7 separate regions of the Mus musculus genome follow, and regions 1, 2, 3, 4, 5 and 6 are each linked to region 7. Evidence: chromatin contacts called from public promoter capture Hi-C data. All regions are on one chromosome and are shown on one strand. Each heading gives the region's core, a stretch centred on a gene start, on an enhancer-like site or on the middle of the called end of the contact. The rest is flanking DNA. Distances are from core to core; before and after follow the strand shown. Region 1 holds the start of Espnl (espin-like). Region 2 holds the start of Ube2f (ubiquitin-conjugating enzyme E2F (putative)). Region 3 holds the start of Ilkap (integrin-linked kinase-associated serine/threonine phosphatase 2C). Region 4 holds the start of Scly (selenocysteine lyase). Region 5 holds the start of Lrrfip1 (leucine rich repeat (in FLII) interacting protein 1). Region 6 holds the start of Per2 (period circadian clock 2). Region 7 holds the start of Capn10 (calpain 10).

Region 1 (2,732 bases), core at 96-2,595, 1.6 Mb before region 7:
TGCCTCCCTGGCCTGATGGTCCGCAGATGTCCCATGCCTTGTCCCCGGAAGTCGAAGCTTACCCTGCCTTCTACTCAGGGATCCACCTCCAGCGTGGTACCGGGAGGCTGGTGCCTGAGCTCAGTCTTTGCCAAAGTGGGAAATCTGATCATTTCTCGCTCAGATTCCATTTTAATTTTATTTTGCAAAAGGCTGTGCCATCTTAAGGATGTGTGGCACACATCGCACCAAGGTTTATATAGGAATGTCTTCCTGGAGGCTGCTTTTTGGGTCTGTGGACCAAAGGATGACGCAACCCGTGAAAACAGTTGTCAGAAATTAAATGAACTAATGAAACATGTCTGCACCTGCTGAAGTGGCCTGGGCTTTCTCTGGCGGTGGTGGGAGAATCTCTGTCTTGCTGCTCGCAGGGATGTACACTTGTCTATCTGAGCTGAAGGGGAGGAGGTTTCTGATGTACCTTGTGAAATGACACTGCAGCCCCGGGGCTTGAAAGGGACTTCTGGTAGCCTGAGGTTGGTCTCTGATCAGCAGCTTCCTATAGCACCATGGTGACCCCACATTAGTCCTGACTTCCCCAGCCAAGGACCATGGATGGTCCAGACTCCCAAGAGTGCTGTGGCCAGAGGGGGCAATGTGGGCCTGTGAGGTCATCCCCTCAGCCTTACCTTAATCCAGCAGCCAAGGCAAGCTCCTCCAGTGTCGGTGCTGAGAACAGCCAAGGACTGGATTTCAGATACAAGCCAGCCAGGCACAGTTGCACACACCTTTAATTCCAGCAATGGGTGGATAGAGACGGGTGGATCACTGTTCTCTGTGAGTTCCAGACCACTACTTAGTGAGACCCTGTCTCAAGTAAACACACACACACACACACACACACAGAATGTGTATGTCTGTGTCTTGGGTGCCTTGGGTGATGGCATTTAGACTCTAAGGCTATCGCAGTGGGTCTCCTGGGTAGCCTGCTAGTCTATCACTGAAGTGTTTCCTGGGGCAGGTTTCTGAGCCTGAGCTGACTATAGCTGTGAGCACCGCTCGCTGGCTGGCTGGCTGGCTGGCAGGCTGGAGACCCATCCCAGGCCAGGAGCCCTGCTGAGGGGTGCTCTCACTTCACTCTGTAGATGGTAGGGCTCCAGCCGCTGAGTGGAATCTGCCAGCCTGACTTGCATACCCTTCCCCCAGGCCCGCACTCTTCATGCTTGGAAGGGCCAGGCACCCAGCCCGAGTTGCTTGGGCCAGGCTTTGAGGGCCAGTCTCCAGAGCCTGCCCCCCTCTTGCTGCCTCCCATCTGCCCCGGGAGCTGCTTATCAGGTAACCAGAGCCTTCAGCAGCGTCCACGCCTGAAACAGGAAGCCGTGCCGGGCCTGTACACAAGCCACTACTGAGAGTCAGACTTGAGGATGGAGGCGCAGCAGGCACTGGTGGCCTCCAAGGATGGGGATATGGCCACCTTGGAACGGCTATTTGAGGCTGGTGCCCTAAGACCAGACATCACTGATGATCTGGGGGCTGGCCTGGTGCATCATGCCACCCGGGCTGGTCACCTGGACTGTGTCAAGTTCCTGGTACAGAGAGCCAAGCTGCCAGGCAACCAGCAGGCACACAACGGGGCCACACCAGTGCACGATGCAGCAGCCACGGGCAACCTGGCAGAGCTGTGCTGGCTGGTCCGTGATGCGGGCTGCGGGCTGCAGGTAAGCTAGAACAGGACGGCTCTGTGCCTGTTTGTGAGGTGAGGTGAGTCCAGAAAGTCCGATCCCTAGAAGGCCCTGAGCTCTCAGTCAGAGATGTGTGCCTCTGCCTCTCCCAACCCATCCCTTCCCCCCTAAAAAACGCATAAAGCCCTTAAACACCAGCCACAACCTCAGATGTATCCAGCACTGGCACAGAAAAGTCACTGGGGTTTTTCCACACCTCCCTCAGCAAGGAGCACCCAGGGCTGCCAACGATGGCCTTGCCTGTGTTCAGGATCTCATCTCTGATCAGACCTGATCACCAGACCTGATCAAAGGGTCGAGGAGTGGATTTAAAAAGTGGCTTTGGGTACGCAGGATCTTGTACCCCTAGGGACACAGACTGTGGTAGTGAGAAGGCTCTCGAGTATGGCGACCATCTTGCTAGAACATTTCTATCAGAGCTACCAGCCTCCTACTTGCTTGCATGCCTAGACCTGCTTGGTACAGGCAAGGGACTTAGAGTTGTTAGCCGTGGCTGCCTTCTTGAGAGCTCGAAACAATCAACAGAGTTGGATAGAGATGGAGACACCTCCACGTGGCATAGAGCAGTGTGGTTCAGCCTCCACAGCATTGTTCACGGATCTATCCAATGACCCCGAGGGTAAAGGGCAGACAGACACTGAACTGTCTCTAGATTCACATTGGATCATAGCACCCTCAGGGAATGGCCAGGTCTACTGGATGCTTGACACCTTGAAGAGAAATGCCTTGGGGACCATCAGGGAGAGGGGAGAAGCCCAGAGGTCTAGAGGCTGGTGCCCTGGAACAGCCATGGTGGGAATCACTGTGCTATTAGAATTCTTTCTGAGCATGTGCAGAACGTACAGGGACTCAGCTGATGAGGATGGTAAGCAGCTGGGGTGGGGTGGGGTCCAGCTTCTTCCTCAGTCAGGGTGTTCCTTCAGTCTCAGTAGGGGGTGGAGGAACTGGAGAGGGACTGCAGACATTCTAGGGTCCTAGGGCTGCACTGGGACCTGCATAGACTCGGTGTCC
Region 2 (2,800 bases), core at 289-2,788, 1.7 Mb before region 7:
GATGTTAAGGCTGGAAGACACAAGTTTCTGATCTGGATCACAATGAAAATCCCTTAATATAGAGAGACATTCCATAAGCTCTGTGACTCTAGAGGACGCTGATTAATACCAGTACCATCTCTTCTGTGTTTGCAACCTCCCTTAGATCAAAAGCCTTATTTGTTTGTTTATTGAGACAGGATCTCACTATGTAGCTCAGGTTGCCCAGGAATTCACTATGTAGACCAGTCTGGCAGGTCTGCCTCTGCTTCCCCAAATGCTAGAATTAAAGCCGTGTACCACTAGGCCTGGCTGCCTTTTACCCTTTCTATCTGTGCAGGAGTGTGTATCTGATGGAAGCTTGAGCGTGTGTAGCCATGTGCCACATGGGGTGGTCAAAGGATAACTTTCTTCCACTTTTTTGTTTGTTTGTGTTTACAGGATCTCATTGAGTAACCTTGGCTTGTTTGGAACTCTATGTTATCTAGGCTGGCCTCCAACTCCTATGTGCAACCCAGCTCTGCGGGGGATCTCTTCCCCTCAATGGAAGTCAGGGTACTTGGTCCTAATCTGAGGACTCCTCTGCCTCACATCTTCCCGAGTTTGGAAACAGGTCCTCATGCTGACAAACGCTTTACTCCCTGAACCCAAGTGCCTCATTTCAAAAGAAATCTTAGGGTCTAGGGTGTGGGGGGAGGGGGGAGACGGGGGGGGGGGGGAGGCGGGGGGAGGGGGCGGGTAGCTCAAAGGTAGTGCTTTGCATGTGAGACCTCCTGAGATTCATTCCCCAGAATTGCTAAGAAAATCACTGGAAACCTGACGCTCCTTGTTCTTTTCCACAGAAAATATCCTCTTTCCAAGGCCCTACCTCTCTAGGAGTCTTGCCGAATTCTCTCCCAAAGTAGGCTATCTCCAGTCCCACAGGGACTGAGAATGCATACCACACGAGCTGCAAGTAGGATGCTGCACATGGAACCCCAAGGCCTCAGGAGGTAGGGTCTCTCTACATATCTCTGGCTGTCCTGGAATTCACTATGTAGACCAGGCCTTCCTCTTGTCTCTGAGCGCCGGGACTGAGGTATGCGCCGGAACTCCCGGCCTGAAGTAGATTTTTAAAAGTGCATATAGGAATATGAGAAATTAAAAAAATAAGGAGCAGGAAGAGTGTCCTCACACCCAGCAGCCACCTCTAACTATCCCATGGCCTTAACGCAGCTGCAAACCGGTCGGATTCTTTGCGTTCAGGAATGGTGCCGGGCACAGGAACTTAGCTCCACCAGCAGGCACTGCACTAGTACGATATTCCTAGGGAAGCAAGCCGCTAAATGAATGGAAACAAACCGGAAGGCCGCTAGGCGGTCGGGGATGCTTGCGCTTCGGTGACCAATCAGCAAAGGTCTTGACACATGGCCCACCCTCAGGCCGTGCTCTTCACCAATGAACGAGGGCCGACTAGTTGACCTGTGTATGTCCTGTGACTGTCCACGAGTGGAGCTGCCAATAAAGTTCTTTTGTAGCTTTGAATTTTTTTTTTAAAGTGCCCACTGCGGTCACGGCGCAGTCCCCGCCCCGCCACTTCCGGTCTCGCCGCCGGGAGCCGGTGCGGCTGTGAAGGCCAGCGCGACTCAGTGCCGCTGCTCCGCCGGGCATGGTTTTGGGTGCCGGCTCGCCTCGCCTGACTCGCGGTGCTCAGGTAAGCTGGTCGCGCGGGCTGGACTGAGGCCGAGGCTCCTGTCGCCGAGCGCCAGGCCGGACCGCGAGGTCGGCGGCTGACGGGAAGCGCTGGGCGGGCAGCGAGCCCCGGCGGCTCTAGAGGGCCGGGCCGAGGCGGACCCCGTGCCGCCGCCCGCAAGGTCACGGTGCGGAGCTCGGGCCGTCCGGGAGGCCGAGGCCGAGGCCGCGGCGGGGAGGCCGCTGCCCCTGAAGGGAAGCGGGAGGTGGACGCGGCCCGCCACGGCGACGGCGGGGAGGAGGGGCGGCCGGCCCGCCTGGCCCGGTTCGGTCCCTGACCCGGTTCCGCGGCGTGTCACCCGGGGTGTGGCCTTCTCCTCGGCCGGCTCAGTTTCCTCCGTCTCCGGTGGGCATTGGACCCACTCCTCGGCGCTGCCGGTGGGTTGGAGTTGCTGGGGAAGGCTTCCCGGAGGGGCTCTTGGCCTGTGGGTAAAAATCTGCTCTCCTTAAGAACCTAGTCGGGCTTGGCGGTGAAGGGAAAGAGGGCATCCCAAGACCTGGTTATCAGATTGAACCGAAGGTTCCAGAAATGAGCAGGGTGGTGTTGAAAAACAGTGAGGTGGCTGGGCCTGGTGCCGAGGCTTCCTAGCTGTTTGGGCCGAATGTGGGGAGCTGGGCAGTAGGCAGAGTCATAGGAAATTAAGGATAGTGATTGTGGGGAGCTTCAGGAACAGAATTAACAGGAGTACCTGGACAAAATTAACTTGATATTCAGTACCCAAAATCAAAGATGAGCTCCAGAAGTGGTCAGTCAGTAAGCCTGGCAGGTTAGATACCCTTGGACACTCATGCTGTACGGTTTAAGTCCCGATCTGTTTCTTTCAGCTTGGAAGGTTAAACGGCCCTAGTGGCCCCTAGTTCTCTTAAATGGCTTAGATTGGAGCTGTCAGTGAGGAGTTAGCCTCACTGTGAGCCAACTGGCCCTGCATAGGTCACACCAGCCTGATTTCAGCACAGCACATAGGAATGCTGAATAAACATGACTTGATGAGACTGGTAAATAACAAGTTGCAGTCCTCTTTGGATGCCCTAAAAGTTGGTCCCACCCAGAGGAGGAACTAACTGGGCCAAATACAACTTGTGGAGTTGG
Region 3 (2,936 bases), core at 421-2,920, 1.5 Mb before region 7:
TTTCTTAATTGCTCCCAGTACTATTTTGGAAAATTTGTTATACTTACCCATGCATGAGCAGGGTCAGTATGCAATTTAGTCTTATTCTTATGACTACATAACAACCAACACCATTTACTAAAGCAAAGTATGGTGTCGGAACATGGTCTGAGAATGGAGTCCTGTGAGGAGAATTCTAAGTGCCTGTGAGAAAACAAGACAAGAGTCTTGTGACCTCAGTTTCTTCAAAACACATAATTATTCTTGGAATGTGTTTTTGTGTCTCCCCCACCCCCTGTAGTGGATAGGAGTGAGTTTATTTCAGATTACTCAATATGTTTGGGGGGGAGAGGGGGAGAGAGGGAGGGAGGGAAGGGGCATGGGGAACGCATGTATCTGCTAAGTCCCAAGTTGAGTTTAAGGTTTTAGGTCATGTCAAGAGAGCCTTGACCACGGAGAAGACCCAAAATAACTTTGGATAAAAAGCAATAGGGACTACTAATGATGACAGATTTCTAGGCACATCTGGCAATCCAAACTCTGGTCCGAGCACATTCAGACACAGGTTATACTCCAGTGACAGATGCAAGGCTGCCTGTATGAGGCCAGCTTTACTCACAACTGTAACGGTGGTTATCTTCAAAAAGCATGGCTGAATCAAACTCAGTCTCAAGGCCTAGTTACTTAGAAGCTTCTGTACCATCAGAGTGGTTGGTGGGGGTACGTAACGGTGCCACTACCAGGAACAACTGCAAAAAGAGGACACTACAAAGCATCTCAGGAGTCTGGAGGTGCGCAGGTTAAAAACCAAAGCACAGGTGTGAAGAGGACAGGTCAATACCTTCTCATAACCCCAAGCTCCAGCATTCTTCCATGCTAGCCCGTCCCGCTCTGCCAAGCTGGAGATCTGAGCCCTCCCACTTTTGAACATTGTTTCCTTGCCTAGAATCTCTGGAAACCATCAGCCGAAGCCCTCGCTAAAGGCCGCCTCCTTCCCAGGTCTTTCTCACTAGTCTTCGGGTACCGTTACTCCGGACGCTTGGCGTTTCCCACGGTTTTTAACCTATGCCTCTGCGATCAGAACTGAACTCTCTGAAGGCAAAGGCTGGGTCCTCTTCACCTTCCTATTCCGTGCCAAAGACCTTCCCAAAACGTGGGCTGCAGACGCCACCCCCCATCCCCGGCCTCGGTTATCTAGCCGTAGCGCCCTGCATTGGCTGTGCAGGCGCCCCGCACCAAGGGGCTGGAAGTCGGAAACTTGTTAAGTTCTCGGGGTTTCCAGGACGCAAACAGGCCCGGGACCAGGACATTCCGCTGGGAGTCTTGCTGTAGCCAAATTAAAGCCAGAGTGCCCCGACCCTTCGGCGCGGGACTTCGTGCGTGTGCCACGCGAGGCCTGGACAGGGACCGCGCGGTCGCTGCGGCCTCGGGAGCCACAGGCCGAGACTGAGGCGGCGGTGGCGCGAAGATGGCGGAGGCAGCGCATCCCGGCGCCGCCCTTTTCCCCCGCGCCGCTTACCGGCAGATGGCCGCGGCGCGCGCTCGGGCTCCGGCAGGTCCCCGAAGAGGTCCATGGCGGCGGGGCAGTGGAGCGGAGGCTCCGCGCTACCCTGGGCGGCGGCGGCGGCGGCGGCGCCGTCACTCACCGCGGGAGACCCTGCCAATCGCGCGCCGCCCAGCCGCCGCCCCAGAGTGCTACGCGCGGGGGCGGGGCGGGGGTGGGCTGCGCAAGCGCACGGGCGCTCTTGGCCTGGGCATTAGGTCCCGTGATAAATTGTTATGGCGTTTCCCCGGAAAGAAGGGAGGAGTGGCGCCGAGCCTGACATCCAGACAGGCTTTTGGCCGGAGAGGCGGGTCTGCACCTGTCCACTGTTCCCTGTGTGACCGAGCAGGCAAAGCACCTTCTGACCGCCCGGGAGCAGGATGGCGCCCAGCGGGGTCTCAGCTGTCCCACTGGGATAGAGACCAGAAAAAAACACCATCACTGGCCAAGCCACAAAAGTGACAAACATCCCTCATCTCAGCCACCAAATTTATGACGCTTTACCAATTACAAAGTTGTGTTGTGTATTTTCCCTGGTCTCAGAAAAGAGCCACTCATGGAATTAATTCCTCTTCCTACCATACAATCCACAAAGACTTCACTTCCTTAAAGGTACCCAAATTTATTGACTACACACCCCAATCCTACCAGCCCTTTCCAACACCACCTTACCTGTTTTTTTTGTTTGTTGTTGTTTTTGGTTTTTTTGCCAGTGTTGTGTGGACTTCTTGGTGCAGTAGGTAACAAGTCATTGCTTCCTTGCAAATGTAGACCAGATATTCTCTAGCTGCAATAGGTGGATCCACCCAGCTGACCTCCAAGCCACTGTTTGAAGTTTTTACTGCACTCAGACAGAACTGTCTCTTCCTTGACAGATGTAGGATTTTGAAATAACAGCACTTTGTCTTTTGTCCATATATCTCATACACTTCTCAGCCCATCCCAACTTGATATCACTATGTTTTTAAAGCAGCTCTTGCTAAGTGTCTTAGGGTTTCCATTGCTGTGAACAGACTCCATGACCTAGGAAACTCTTATAAAAGACAACAATTGGGGCTAGCTTACAGGTTTAGAGATACAGTCCTTTATCATCATGGCAGGAAGCATGGCAGCATTCAAGTAGGCACGGCGTTGGAGGACCTGAGAGTTCTACATTTTCATCCAAAGGAAGCCAGGAGCAGACTTTCCTCAGGCAGGTAGGAGGAGGGTCTTGAAGCCCACCCCTAAAGTGACACACTTCCACCAATTAGATCACACCTCTTCCAACAAGGCCACACCTCCTAATAGTGCCACTCTGAGGGCCAAGCATATTCAAATCACCACACTAAACTTGATTTCCCACTCCTGCAAATAGACTCGTCGGCCACCATTCCACATGAATTCTGGCAGTGTTTGCCATGTGGCCTGTCTTTCC
Region 4 (2,700 bases), core at 197-2,696, 1.6 Mb before region 7:
ACCTATGCCAGTGGCTACGCTCACTACGAGGAGCAGGAGAGCTAGGAGCTGCCCCTTGTTGGCACTTGTGGGAAGAGCAGGCTGAATCTGAGGATGCTCAGACGGACCCTCCCTTGCCTTGTCCAAAAGGCCAGTCACACTGGGCTCGGGAGGTTCTAGCAGTTTATAGGGATGCTATGTGAACTTGCAGTGTATGTAAAGTGAGTTAGATGTATGACAGATGGAGCATCATGGATTGGGTTATTACTGAGTTCAATAATCGGGTGGGTTTTGCCAGCTAGAAACATAATAAAATACACGATAAAGGAATAGAAAGCAAATATATTTATTTGAAATTAAATTACCGTCTTTATTAAAGGCACTGCTTATAAATTCATGTCTCTGATTTTACAAAGTGTAATGGGTAAAATTACCATATTCTTTTTCTTATTTCAATCCATACAATGAGAGTCATGTTCAGTTTTTCACTGACTTCATGCTGGGTAATGTTCACTCTGCATTAGCGGTTGCCATGTTCACCGTTTTCTTACAATGTCTATCCAGTGCTTGTTACTGTCTCACTGACAGACAGAAGTCTAGCTGTTTTCATCCACATAATGGCAGGCAGGACTAGTGTTGCTGATGCTTCACCCAGAGAATCTCATTTTACAATAAAGTTAGCATTATACTTGAAAAATAAAAAATAAAACACACGTTCAGAACTCACTTTGTAGACCAGGCTGGCCTCGAACTCACAGAGATTGGCCAGCTTATGCCTCTGGAGGGCTGGGATGAAAGGCCAGTACTACTACTGTCCTGCTTCACGCCTTTCAATTGTTTAAAAAAAGATTTTTATGTGTATGAGTCTGTTTATGCGTCTGTCTGCACTTACATACGAGCACCATGTGCATGCCTAGTGACTATAACCTTCCATAATTTTAACAGCCCTGCTTAGCTCACCTCTGATCTAGATCGCCTCAAAAGTATCAACACATAACTTCCTAATTTCAGGCAATTAAATCATTCGCGAAGGCGGATGTGGGGTATCCTATGTCCAGCGAGCACTAGCCGCCAACCCTTCCAGGCGCTCAGTCTTGGCTGCTGCGGTGCCTCTCATTGCACCGCGCATCCTAACACTTTTACTTCCATGAACTTTGCGGCGACCGGTGAAGTCACTGGTCCTTCTGTCACTAGTGACAGCCCAGGGAGGTGGGCTCCCAGAGCACGGTGCCAGTAGCTGGAGCACCCAGATGACTCGCCATGAGCGGCGCGCGCTTTGCCGATGACCGGTTAGATAGGACCGGCAGCGCGGTGGCCCTACTAAGGTAGTCTCCAGCTCCGTCCCACTGCCACCTGACCCCACATGACCAATCAACCAGTCAGGGGCGGAGGCAGGGCCCGTGCGGCTCACAGATTGGCCAAAGCGCGAAGCGCAGCCAATGCGGATACTCCGGGACCCGAGGCTCCGCCCATTCAGAGACTTCGGGGCGCTCAGGCTTGGGGTGACCTGCCGGCGATCAGGGGGATGGACGCGGCGCGAAATGGCGCGCTGGGCAGTGTGGAGAGCCTACCCGACAGGTGCGCTCCCTTCAAGGAGCCCGCAGGGCCTAGGGACACCTGGGGGACCTCAGTGAGTGTATGGTGAGGCGGGAGGAAGGGACACGCAGAAGCGTCCGGCCACAGGAACCGGGAGAGAACAGGCTACCGCCCAAGCTGAGGGCAGAAGGGGGCCCACGGGTGACAACTGTGCCGAGTGTGGCCACATCATCCTCCCGCGTTTCGGGCTTCTTCCCAGGGAATGGGCTCTTCCTGGAGGTTGGAACTGGCAGCCGAATCGCGATTATCTGCGTTTTACAAGAATCGCCGCTGCTTAGAGTCTAGGATGGCGTGGCTGTGGGACGGGGGGGAACGGGGGGGGGGGACGGGACTTTGGGGCCCATTTGACCACCCGAAGGTTTAAAGTGGGCTTTGGGGCGGGAACCCTAGGAGCACCAGGACAGTGGGGGAGACCTGCCTTCTCTTGCTGTCCACTGGGCTGTGGGACCTCCTCCCCTGGCGCGCAAGGAACCGGAGGTCCTGGCTCAGCCTTCTCCCACCCAGGAATGTGTTATACCAGAAGCCCCCTCTCCATCCCCATCTCATTTTTTTCTTCTTTCTCTTTTCTCTTTTACCCCCGGTCCCTCCTCCACCTCAGCCCCATAAGGCCTCGATATGTAGTCCAGGCTACTCCTGCCTTCTCCGATATGGTGGAACTTGCCTATAATCCCAACACTGAGGACAGGAGGATTGTGATTTGGAGGCCAGCTTGGATCACACAGTGAGAACCTGTCTCATAAAGGCCTAAGCCTGGTGGCTTGAGCCTATACCAGACGTTTATTAAGCAGTTTCACTTTCTCTAGGAAGCCCGCTAATAACAGAGTCAATCGCTGATAAAATGCAAACCATAAACCAGTTCGGCCAAGCTATAGATGGGAAAACCAGTCACTTGGCAGGCCTATGGGTGTGCAGCACTTTGGGGGCTCTTTATTTCTAGGAAGGAACAGACTTGGGACACAGGCAAAGCCTGCGGCAATGGGAATTCCAGCCCCAGGGTGGTCAGGTAGGTCCACATTACAAAGCCCAGCCTTGCAAGATCAGGTGACTGCGTGGCACTTAAAGCAAAGATAGGAGATGAAAGCTTCTTCCTGCCTGTTCTGCCGTGCTCCCCTGGACATAGTTGGG
Region 5 (2,881 bases), core at 167-2,666, 1.9 Mb before region 7:
AGCCCTTGCCGTTACGGTGTTATCCAAAACTATTCTCTCTGATTGATAGAGCTTTGTTTGTAAACTGTGATGCTGAAACCAACTGCTGGGAGCAGGTCTTCTCCTTCCCAGGAAGTTTTCCTCATCTGAAACACTTCACCAAAGCTTGGTACCCATTTTCTTTCGGCCTGCATAGTACTCCTCAAACTAGGTCCCCTTCATCCCTTTGGTCCAGGCCATCCTGCCCCCTAGAACTCGTCTTTCTGTGTCTACTCTCTGGTCTACCCAGTCCTTCGAAGCACTACCCAGAGACTTAGTACCAGAATGCTGCTGCCCCACATGTGCATAAGCCAGCGCACACTGGTTCCTTGTTACCAAAAAAGCGTGTCAGCCGGGCTCAGATGTGACTGGCTTCTCTAGATCTTTCTGGAGTCTCCAGTACAGAGAAACAAGGCAGGGGGCCCTCTGATTTTCCTTTTGAGCCCGAAGAAGGCTCTTCTAGGGTGGAGAAAACAGGTCACCCAGGCCATGTGCTCCTGTCCATAGCGCACAACACTGGAACCTTCTGGTTGCTTGCCCGCTTGGCTTTAAGTTTAAATCAGGGGTGCTCCTGCCCAGTGGACGTGGAAGGCGCGTGCTGCGAGTCGGGTCACTGTCCAGCGTGGATACTAGTTCCTCGACGCTCCCTATCGGATCGCGGCTGTCACCTCCGCTTGATTCTCGCTCCTGTCCAGCGTGGTCATGGGCGGTAGCTTTGTGGTCCCCAAAGCCGTGCCGGCTCGGAAGACAGTAGTGACGGGCGCAGCTGCGCTCTGGCAGAGGCTCATGCGGTGTGGTTCCAGCTAAAGCCACGCGTGTCCTAACCGAAGGCGCGCCTCCCTAGGCCTGGGCTGGTCTCCCGCGCTGACTCAGCTGGGGACGGCCAGGGCGTGGCCAAGGGTGGGGTCCCCAGGGTCTTTCCCTCAGTCTTTCCGGTGTCTGCCGCAGGGACTGGGTGGTGATTGATGGCACAGCAGCTTGCTGGCCAGGAGCGGTCTGGAGGGGAGGGAGGCGGTTCCGGAGGCTCTGAGGCGGTGCAAGAGGAGGAGCGTGGGTGGGGCTACGGAGGAGGAGCTGGGGTCCCGGGTAGGCGGGCCCGAGTGGACCTCATGGTAGGAGTGCTTTGGCTGAGAGTGCCATCGTGGGCGAAGCCGACGACTAAAGTGGCAGAATGTGGCTGCGAGGAAGGAAAGTTGGAAGCAGATGGACACAGGCTGGGTGGAACCATAGAGGAAGGGGTACAACCCCCTGGAAAGAGCGCGGGAAAGGGGCTGGGAAGGAAGGAGAGGCGGGCATAGGGTGGGTGGGGCGTGGGGAGAGGCTGGGCGGGGCTGGGGCGGAGTATGCCCCCGGCTCCTCTCTTGCCACCCCCGCCCCCGGCCGGGAGCCACCTGCGCCCCGCCCCGCCGGCCGCACCCCAGCTAGGGAACCTCGGAGTTGGGCGTCCGAGCGTGTGCGCCCAGGGGATCGTTGAAAGTTCTACTTCTGCCTGGACGGCTTTCCTGGATCCCAGAATGTGGCCTCACTGAGAACCCTCTGCCTGTGGACTAGGGAGCGGGTCTTCCGCGCGAACTCTTGGGTGGGAAGTTGGTCTGCACTTCACTTCGGCAACATGACCAGCCCAGAGGGCGCGCAAAACAAGGAAATCGACTGTCTGAGTCCAGAGGCGCAAAGACTGGTAAGAGGGAGACATGATTCAGACCTGTGCCTGCCAGCAACCGCCGCCTGGGTCCCTCAGTTGGTTCTAAGGTCAAGGACAGTGGCCCCTTCAGCTACCGTGGTGCTGCTGGAGTAGAGGCGAGTGGGCTTGGGCCACTCGAAAATCCTGATATAGGGCAGCTCCTGCCTACCATCAGGTGGTTGGCTGAGTGTAAGGTGTCCGTAGGCGGAGCTCTGAAAAGTACATTTTATGCTCCAATGTTCCTCTCAAGGACGAAAAGGAGAGTGGGCTCTCCCTCCACCCCTAGTGATGGTCTTTAGGCAGGCTTTGCCCAGCTGGCTGGCTCTGGCCAGGACCCAACCGAGGTCTGAGATCTGAGGGTGGTGTAGAGTTTCACAGGGAACTGCTGGTTTGGTGTTTTACCGAGTACAGCACCTGGGTCCTCATCCAGCCGCACCACCTTGCCATGAGTGGCTTGGAGGGTTTACAGGTTCTTGACCTCAGGAACACCTTCCTCTAGGATCCAGGGCCCCAGATCCACTTCGGCGGGTGCCAGAAGCCACTTGTGTCTGGGCAAGGTGCTTACGCATATTTTACTTCCCGAACTTACGTAGGGACAGTGGATGAGGACGACGGTGATTGAAAATTGGGCACCGGGGAGTTGGGGGATTTTTGGTTGTTACAGCCTGTGTAGTTTATAGTTTTGGGGTCTGGGAGTTCAGGCAGGATCCATAACCCAAACTAGCCTTGCTCTCAGGATTCTCATGTCTCAACCCTTCCACTATCGGGCTTACAAGCCTGCATCACCCACCCACCCCCCCCACCCCCGCGCGCCTTATCCATGGCTGTGGTTGCTTATTAGTGGGAATATTTCAAAGTAAATTGTACTCTGTGAAACCATGTATTTTATGGAGTTGATACCAGAGAGAGGGGGAGACCCAAGGTTCCCATTTTAGCAGGCTTTTGTGAGACCTTGATAAAAACTGAGCCTCAGCCACTCATTCTCCAGGTAGGAGTTAATCCTGTAGTTAGTTGGTCTTTAAGGAAGAGTAGTCGAGGCAAGGCTGCTCTGACTGGGGGAGCTTCCTCCAAGTGCTAGGAAGGCTAAGTAAACTTTTATTCCAATGACAGACTTGTAAAATGTCAGTTCCTTGCTGAGAATTGCTGGGCTTTTTTCCCCTGTCTGTTTTATAATGTTTATTC
Region 6 (2,700 bases), core at 191-2,690, 1.5 Mb before region 7:
TCCACACACAGCCTGAGCTGCGCCACTTATGTACCAATGAATCACACCAAGATGACAGTGACAGATAACTGCAGCCACCCACAGTACCATTCCATTCGGGCACACTGTACAGCTACCATTAAAATAAAGGAGTCCCTGGCTTTCTTAGATTCCAACAACGTACACAAAGTGGTGCTTTCCATATCTTAAAACACACACACACACACACACAAAACCGACTTTTTTAAATTAAAGCCTTGAGGCAGACAGACTCTGGTTATCAGACGAATCCGACCTAGACTCCAGAGACTAAGACAGAGTGGACATGCTTCCCTTCAGGTTTGCACCTCTGGTAAGCATGTGGACCAAGGAGGAGAAACAGATCCTGAGACTGCCAGGCCTGGTTTTTACAGTGGTACAGCTTGCCAGCCTGTGGCTGTGCCTCTTCAAGCTAGGGGTTACCCTGGATGATTTCCAGGGAGCCTTCTGGCTCCCTTGTTCCGTATGAATCAGCTTTCCAAACTGGTTCCTTGTGTATACGTTACAGAAACCCTGGCAACCAGGGTTCTTGCAGAAGAAGCAGGCCACCGCCCACCTCTTGGTCCATGTCTGTGCTTGGCAGCCAAGGTATGTCTCAAAGGATGACGATGTGACTGCTCCAGCTTAAGAGTGGACCTCTCCCCCCTCTCCTGACATACTCCCAGTCCATCTGGAGACAGGAAATACTGGCGTGGAGGATGCCACGGAAATCAAAGTGGGTGGACAAAGTGGTCTCCCTGACATAGGGGCGGGGAGGGGCAGGTGTGGCTTGGCACTGGGTATTTCTCTGTTTAACCCCTTTCCCACCGCTGGGAGTCAGTGCCTACCAGTGGTCCTTCCCCCAGGGCCAGACTTGACTCTCTGAACTCATAGCAGGAAGCCAGCTCCTTAGGGGACCCTCTGGACCCATCCTAGGAACAGTTTGCACTGACCCTGGCTTCCTTGGACAGCACCATGGGAGTCGGCGTGCTCAGTCTGGTGTCGTGATCACTCAATGTCTCTGTGTCCTCGGACAAGATGCCTAACTAATCTCTCCGACCTCAGTGCCTAACCTGAGAAATGGGGACAGCAGTGTGAACCTGGAAAAGGGTCACCGCGCAGTTCCATCTACATTCTGCCGAGTTGCAGCCGTTTGCACAGTCGGCAACTCCTGGCTCAGGACCCCAGCTCCAGCTGTCCGAGCCGCCGGTTACGTAAGACGACCACGGCCGTCCAGGTCCGCGCCACCGCCCAGCACCGCGCCACCGCCCAGCGCCGCGCCACTCACCGCTTCGCCGCGTCAACCCGCGCGTCTGTCCCTTGCTCGGCCCGTCACTTGGTGCGCTCGGCCTGCGCCGCAGCCGCCCGGAGCCGCTAGTCCCAGTAGCGCCGCTGCCGCCGCGTCGCCCTCCGCTGTCACATAGTGGAAAACGTGACCGCGCGCGCTGAGCCCGCCCCTGCGCGCGCCATTGGTCGGAGTGCCACCTCATTTGCATACTGGCGGGGCGGAACCTGAGAGCTACGCTCATCAATTGGTGGAGACGCCCGTCGCTCTCTTTACATAAGACGCACATGGAACTCCATGTTCGCCGCCCGGGTTCCTCAATGAAGATGCTGCGCGCTCTTGCGCCCCCCCGCGCCCGGGCGAGTAGGCTCGTCCACTTCCGGCCTGCGGGACTTCCATTCACCTGGCACGGCGGTGGCCCGCTCGTGCAGCCCCGGAGTGGCGCGTACCACTGCGGCGCGGGGGAATGGTGCTTGGCCGCTGCGCAACTCACAGCCGGCAGAGACCAGGGCCACCGGCCTATCACCTGCGACGACGTGACCAGCCTCGGTAATCCGAAGGACCGAGAATGCTCTCTGCTGACACCTTTCGCTCATCCAGCCCAGTTCATTCATTTCCCCTCTCATTCATTCATGGCGAGACGCTTGAGGGCAAATAGGACGGCCCCTCTGGATCTGCTGCTGAGCACCTTCCCAGGACAGGCTGGGTGACCCTAGGACAGGCCCCCCAGGCTGACCGTCATTCCAGATGGGCCAAAGCACAAAACTCCCACTTAGCCTTTCTTGTTTCTGAAACTGCGTGTTGCTAGTTAGTGTTGATTCAGGAAATAAGGTCATAATTGCCGTGCAGAGATACAAAGGAAAGAAGTGATTTCTTCCTGCCCTCAATCACATAGGGAGAGAAGACTGACGTTCTACAGGGAAGCTTAACCAAATGCGGTGGTGTAGTTTATTAACCTTACAGGAACTATGGAAGCGGGGTGTGCATCTGGAACAGCAGGGCTTTTCTGAAGTGGAAGCTACAGACACTAGCTAGTCAGGGGAGGGTACTCCTCCAGTGATAGGACAGCCCTGCCCCTGTGGAACCTTGGTTGAAGCTATTTGGTTCTTTCAAGAGCACTGTCTGGAAGCCTACTAAAGCGTTCAGGCTCCTGTCCAAAGGGTCAAAGGAGGGAGTAGAAGTTTCCTCGGAGCGGGTTTGAGGCTGACAGAGAACAACCTAAAGACTCATGCAAGGTGTGATGGAGAAGGCAAGCTTGTCACGTCTTCCAAGGGTAAAAAGGTCATTTGTCATTGCCAGGGAACTTGAAGCCTAGTAGCATCCACTACTCTGAATCTTCCCCTGGGGTGTCCTAGGAACCAGGAATGGAAAGGAGGCAAACATTAGCAACAGAAGTCTGCTAACAAACTGAGCTGCTG
Region 7 (2,854 bases), core at 229-2,728:
CTGGCTAGTTTTATGTCAACTGGACACAGTCATCAGAGAGTGAAAAAAAAATGCCTCCATAAGATCCAGCTGCAAGGCATTTTCCTAATTGGTGATCAATGGGGGAGGGCCAGCCCATTGTAAGTGGCACCATCTCTGGTCCTGGTTCTATAAGAAAGCAGGAAAGGAGCCAGGAAATAGCGCCCCTCCTTATGGAAAGCGCCATAGGTGAGCAGAATAAACCCTTTCCTCCCCAAGTTGCTTTGGTCATGATGTTTCGTCACAGCAACGGTAACACTAAGCAGCTTTTCCTTCCAGATTCTGGAGGTCAGGCTCTGCCCGTGGCCCAGCCCTGGATATGGATGCGGCCTTCAGGAGCCGTTCTCCTGAGCTAACCACTCATATGAGACTTCTGGGGGTGAACCAGTTTGCATAACTCTTGAGTCGCGGATAACTTGTCACAATTACTCAAGACTTCCTGGAAAACCGAGTCCAGGCTCTTAATGATTCAACTATAGTGCAGCTTTCAGCCCACCAGTCAGTCCCCTGAGTCGAAATTAAGTACTAAATGAAAAAGCATCCCAAAGAGATGTTGGGCTATGTGGCTACTCCTTTTTTTTTTTTTTTTTTTTTTTTAAATAACCTCAATAAAGAGTTAAGTGTCTTGCACCTCAAATCATGGCGCTGAAGCCTAGTGGAGCCAAGGTAACTGTGTCATGCCACAGCAGTAATTGCTGCTGATGCAGGAGCAGCCCAGCCTCTCACTGGGAGAAGGAGCAACTGTCTAGACTCTGAAGCAGCAGGTTATGGGTAAAAGCTTGGCCTGGTTGTTCCTCTTTAGGCAACGGGTACTTGATCTACTTAACTGCACAAACCGCATTTCCTCTGACTACCTTTTATCCAAGACTGAGAAAAAGGGGCCCAGAGGAGGGAAAAAATATCAGAGCAGCCCTAATAGGTGGCAAACTGCAGTCTACAAGGTGTGAAGCCTCGTCGTCTCCCTTCCTGTCTATGAAGCTTCTAGTCTTGATGAAATACATTTGGAGAAGACACAGAGAACAGTCCTTGGCTGATTTGTGTCCTTCCTGGGACCTGGAAGAGTAGGCACCAGAAGGAGAGTGTCCTGTCCCTGACCTCCTCATGGCATCGAATAATCGTGGAGCCGCAAGTCCACGTCCTGGTCACCATCCAGTCTACAAAACCATAGCCAGGCCATTTAAGGCTTCAAGGAATGCTCCAGCCGCATTCCCTGGCCGCTTAGGATCCAGAGCGTCTGAAGCCCAATCGTTTTGAGACAAATGCCCGACCCCGGCAAGTTTCAACCCCAGTGACACCTCTGCCTCCCCAGAACAACGCAACCACCACCGCGACGGAAGGATAACAACGCGATTCGCTGAGCCACTTCCTCACTGGCTCTTTCAGAAGACAGGGAGGAACCACCGCTTTGCCAAGTTCCTGCCTCACACCGGAAGGAGCGAAGCACGCTGGGAAGTAGACAACGCCTGTGATCAGCGACGTATGCTGGGAACGGCGCTGCATGCTGGGATAGCATTGACAAAGCGATCTAAACCAAAGTGACTTTTCAGCTTCCTGTGGTCACTGAGACTTCGATTTCAAGTGGCTACAGCTGCGTTGTCCCGAGCACTAAAGCATACGGACATCAGGCTAGCACTGCCCAGTTAGAAACGCGGGGACCACGCCCTCGTGCGAGAGCAGAACCTACCAGTCCTGCACGGTTCTGCGCTGCAGCTCGTGCGTGATTAGGCAGCTCTGTCATATGACGCAAGCACGGCTCCTGGTTGGCTCCAGCCGGGTTACCTAGACAACGGAGCTTGCGGCGCTAGGCTGCTCTGCACCAGTAGGTCTCCCGGGCTAAGCAAACACGGTTTGCAGTGAAGGCCGCGCACTCGCTCCCGGGCGGCGACCGAGTCCACGGGCCGCAGATGGGAGCCCAGGGCGCCGAAGATGCGGGCGGTCCGGGCCGAGACGCCGGCGCGGGAGCTCTTCCGGGACGCGGCATTCCCCGCCTCGGACTCCTCGCTCTTTTACAACTTGTCCACGCCTCTGGCCCAGTTTCGGGAGGACATCACTTGGAGACGACCCCAGGTGCAGCAGGGTCTCTTGCCTGGGCGGGTGTTGTGGATATGTTTCTCACGGAGATGGACCCCGGGGTTAGCAGGACCTCGCCTTCAAGCCTATTCAGAAAAGGTGATAGCCAGCCCTGAGAATTCAAATGAGGAGGACAGAAGCAATCGAAAGGCTTGTCTTTTAGATGTTATCTTGGGGTTTCTACTAAAATACACTCCTACCCAAAGTCAGGTAGTAGGGAGCTGTTTTGATATTAAGGGATTAGAAGCAGTATTTCCAGCACCATCCCACCACCTAAGTTTTGTCGGGTGTAATTCAGCGCAATCTTTCTTGGCTTTGCACTTTGCTCTACATTTCTTCTAGTAGCTTTAGGGTATGAACACCAAAAGGTAGCACAGAACACGGGGAGCGTTGTGCTTAACAACTGGGAAAACCTAAGGAGCTGCTTTTCAGGGCTCCCTTAAATGGCACAGGCAGGTGGAACTATGTATTGTTATTTTAGCGTCCATGCATGCAACTCACAACAGTGTTACCCCTCATAGCCAGAAAGGGCTGTGGTAGGAGGGCTTTGGTTTTTTTGGTTTTTTTGGTTGGTTTTTTTTTTTTTTTTTTTTTTTTTTTTTTGCCTTGTTGCAGCTTAAATGGATGGATTGTTCAAGCCTAGTGTTTTTGTTGGTGTTTTTTAGACGTGGCTTATCAGCAGAAAGACTACTGGGGGACAGCCTGTCCCACATGCATGTAGTGCTAACAGTGACAGCTGGCAGGGTTCCAGGCCTTGTGCTGCCTG

What was found. Promoter capture Hi-C pulls out the DNA fragments that hold promoters and counts their contacts. Capture Hi-C pulls out chosen DNA fragments and counts their contacts.
Region 1: a promoter capture Hi-C map of liver shows a contact between it and region 7, with 3 times the contacts expected there. The contact joins the promoter of Espnl here to the promoter of Capn10 in region 7. A contact is called at or near these places in 2 of 39 promoter capture datasets (embryonic stem cells and liver).
Region 2: a promoter capture Hi-C map of liver shows a contact between it and region 7, with 3 times the contacts expected there. The contact joins the promoter of Ube2f here to the promoter of Capn10 in region 7. A contact is called at or near these places in 4 of 39 promoter capture datasets (liver, neutrophils and pre-B cells), 1 of 484 Hi-C or Micro-C datasets (B cells) and 1 of 9 other capture datasets (liver).
Region 3: a contact with region 7 is called in a promoter capture Hi-C map of liver, with 5 times the contacts expected there. The contact joins the promoter of Ilkap here to the promoter of Capn10 in region 7. A contact is called at or near these places in 5 of 39 promoter capture datasets (erythroid cells, hippocampal neurons, liver and 1 more) and 2 of 9 other capture datasets (embryonic stem cells and liver).
Region 4: a promoter capture Hi-C map of liver shows a contact between it and region 7, with 2.4 times the contacts expected there. The contact joins the promoter of Scly here to the promoter of Capn10 in region 7. A contact is called at or near these places in 2 of 39 promoter capture datasets (liver and pre-B cells).
Region 5: a contact with region 7 is called in a promoter capture Hi-C map of pre-B cells, with 5 times the contacts expected there. The contact joins the promoter of Lrrfip1 here to the promoter of Capn10 in region 7. A contact is called at or near these places in 2 of 39 promoter capture datasets (liver and pre-B cells) and 1 of 115 datasets of contacts at active chromatin or transcription factors (pancreatic cancer cells).
Region 6: a contact with region 7 is called in a promoter capture Hi-C map of liver, with 4 times the contacts expected there. The contact joins the promoter of Per2 here to the promoter of Capn10 in region 7. A contact is called at or near these places in 12 of 39 promoter capture datasets (3T3-L1-derived adipocytes, the C10 cell line, the HPC-7 cell line and 8 more) and 1 of 115 datasets of contacts at active chromatin or transcription factors (astrocytes).

Annotation. Positions count from the first base shown.
Region 1 is chr1:91,320,730-91,323,461 of GRCm38.p6, forward strand. Espnl (espin-like) reads left to right here and starts at 1,346. Exons shown (of 9, transcript NM_001033292.3): 1 at 1,346-1,697. The coding sequence starts at 1,404. Scly (selenocysteine lyase) reads left to right here. Exons shown (of 12, transcript NM_016717.3): 12 at 1-351.
Region 2 is chr1:91,248,766-91,251,565 of GRCm38.p6, forward strand. Ube2f (ubiquitin-conjugating enzyme E2F (putative)) reads left to right here and starts at 1,539. Exons shown (of 10, transcript NM_026454.4): 1 at 1,539-1,672.
Region 3 is chr1:91,397,153-91,400,088 of GRCm38.p6, forward strand. Ilkap (integrin-linked kinase-associated serine/threonine phosphatase 2C) reads right to left here and starts at 1,671. Exons shown (of 12, transcript NM_023343.3): 1 at 1,499-1,671. The coding sequence starts at 1,553.
Region 4 is chr1:91,296,892-91,299,591 of GRCm38.p6, forward strand. Scly (selenocysteine lyase) reads left to right here and starts at 1,447. Exons shown (of 12, transcript NM_016717.3): 1 at 1,447-1,557. The coding sequence starts at 1,505. It also overlaps the pseudogene Gm7785.
Region 5 is chr1:91,052,028-91,054,908 of GRCm38.p6, forward strand. It overlaps Lrrfip1 (leucine rich repeat (in FLII) interacting protein 1), which reads left to right and starts at 1,417. Exons shown (of 25, transcript NM_001310732.1): 1 at 1,417-1,696. The coding sequence starts at 1,631.
Region 6 is chr1:91,457,888-91,460,587 of GRCm38.p6, forward strand. It overlaps Per2 (period circadian clock 2), which reads right to left and starts at 1,441. Exons shown (of 23, transcript NM_011066.3): 1 at 1,286-1,441.
Region 7 is chr1:92,932,930-92,935,783 of GRCm38.p6, forward strand. Capn10 (calpain 10) reads left to right here and starts at 1,479. Exons shown (of 12, transcript NM_011796.2): 1 at 1,479-2,085. The coding sequence starts at 1,945. It overlaps 9430060I03Rik (RIKEN cDNA 9430060I03 gene), which reads right to left. Exons shown (of 2, transcript NR_015525.1): 2 at 597-2,174.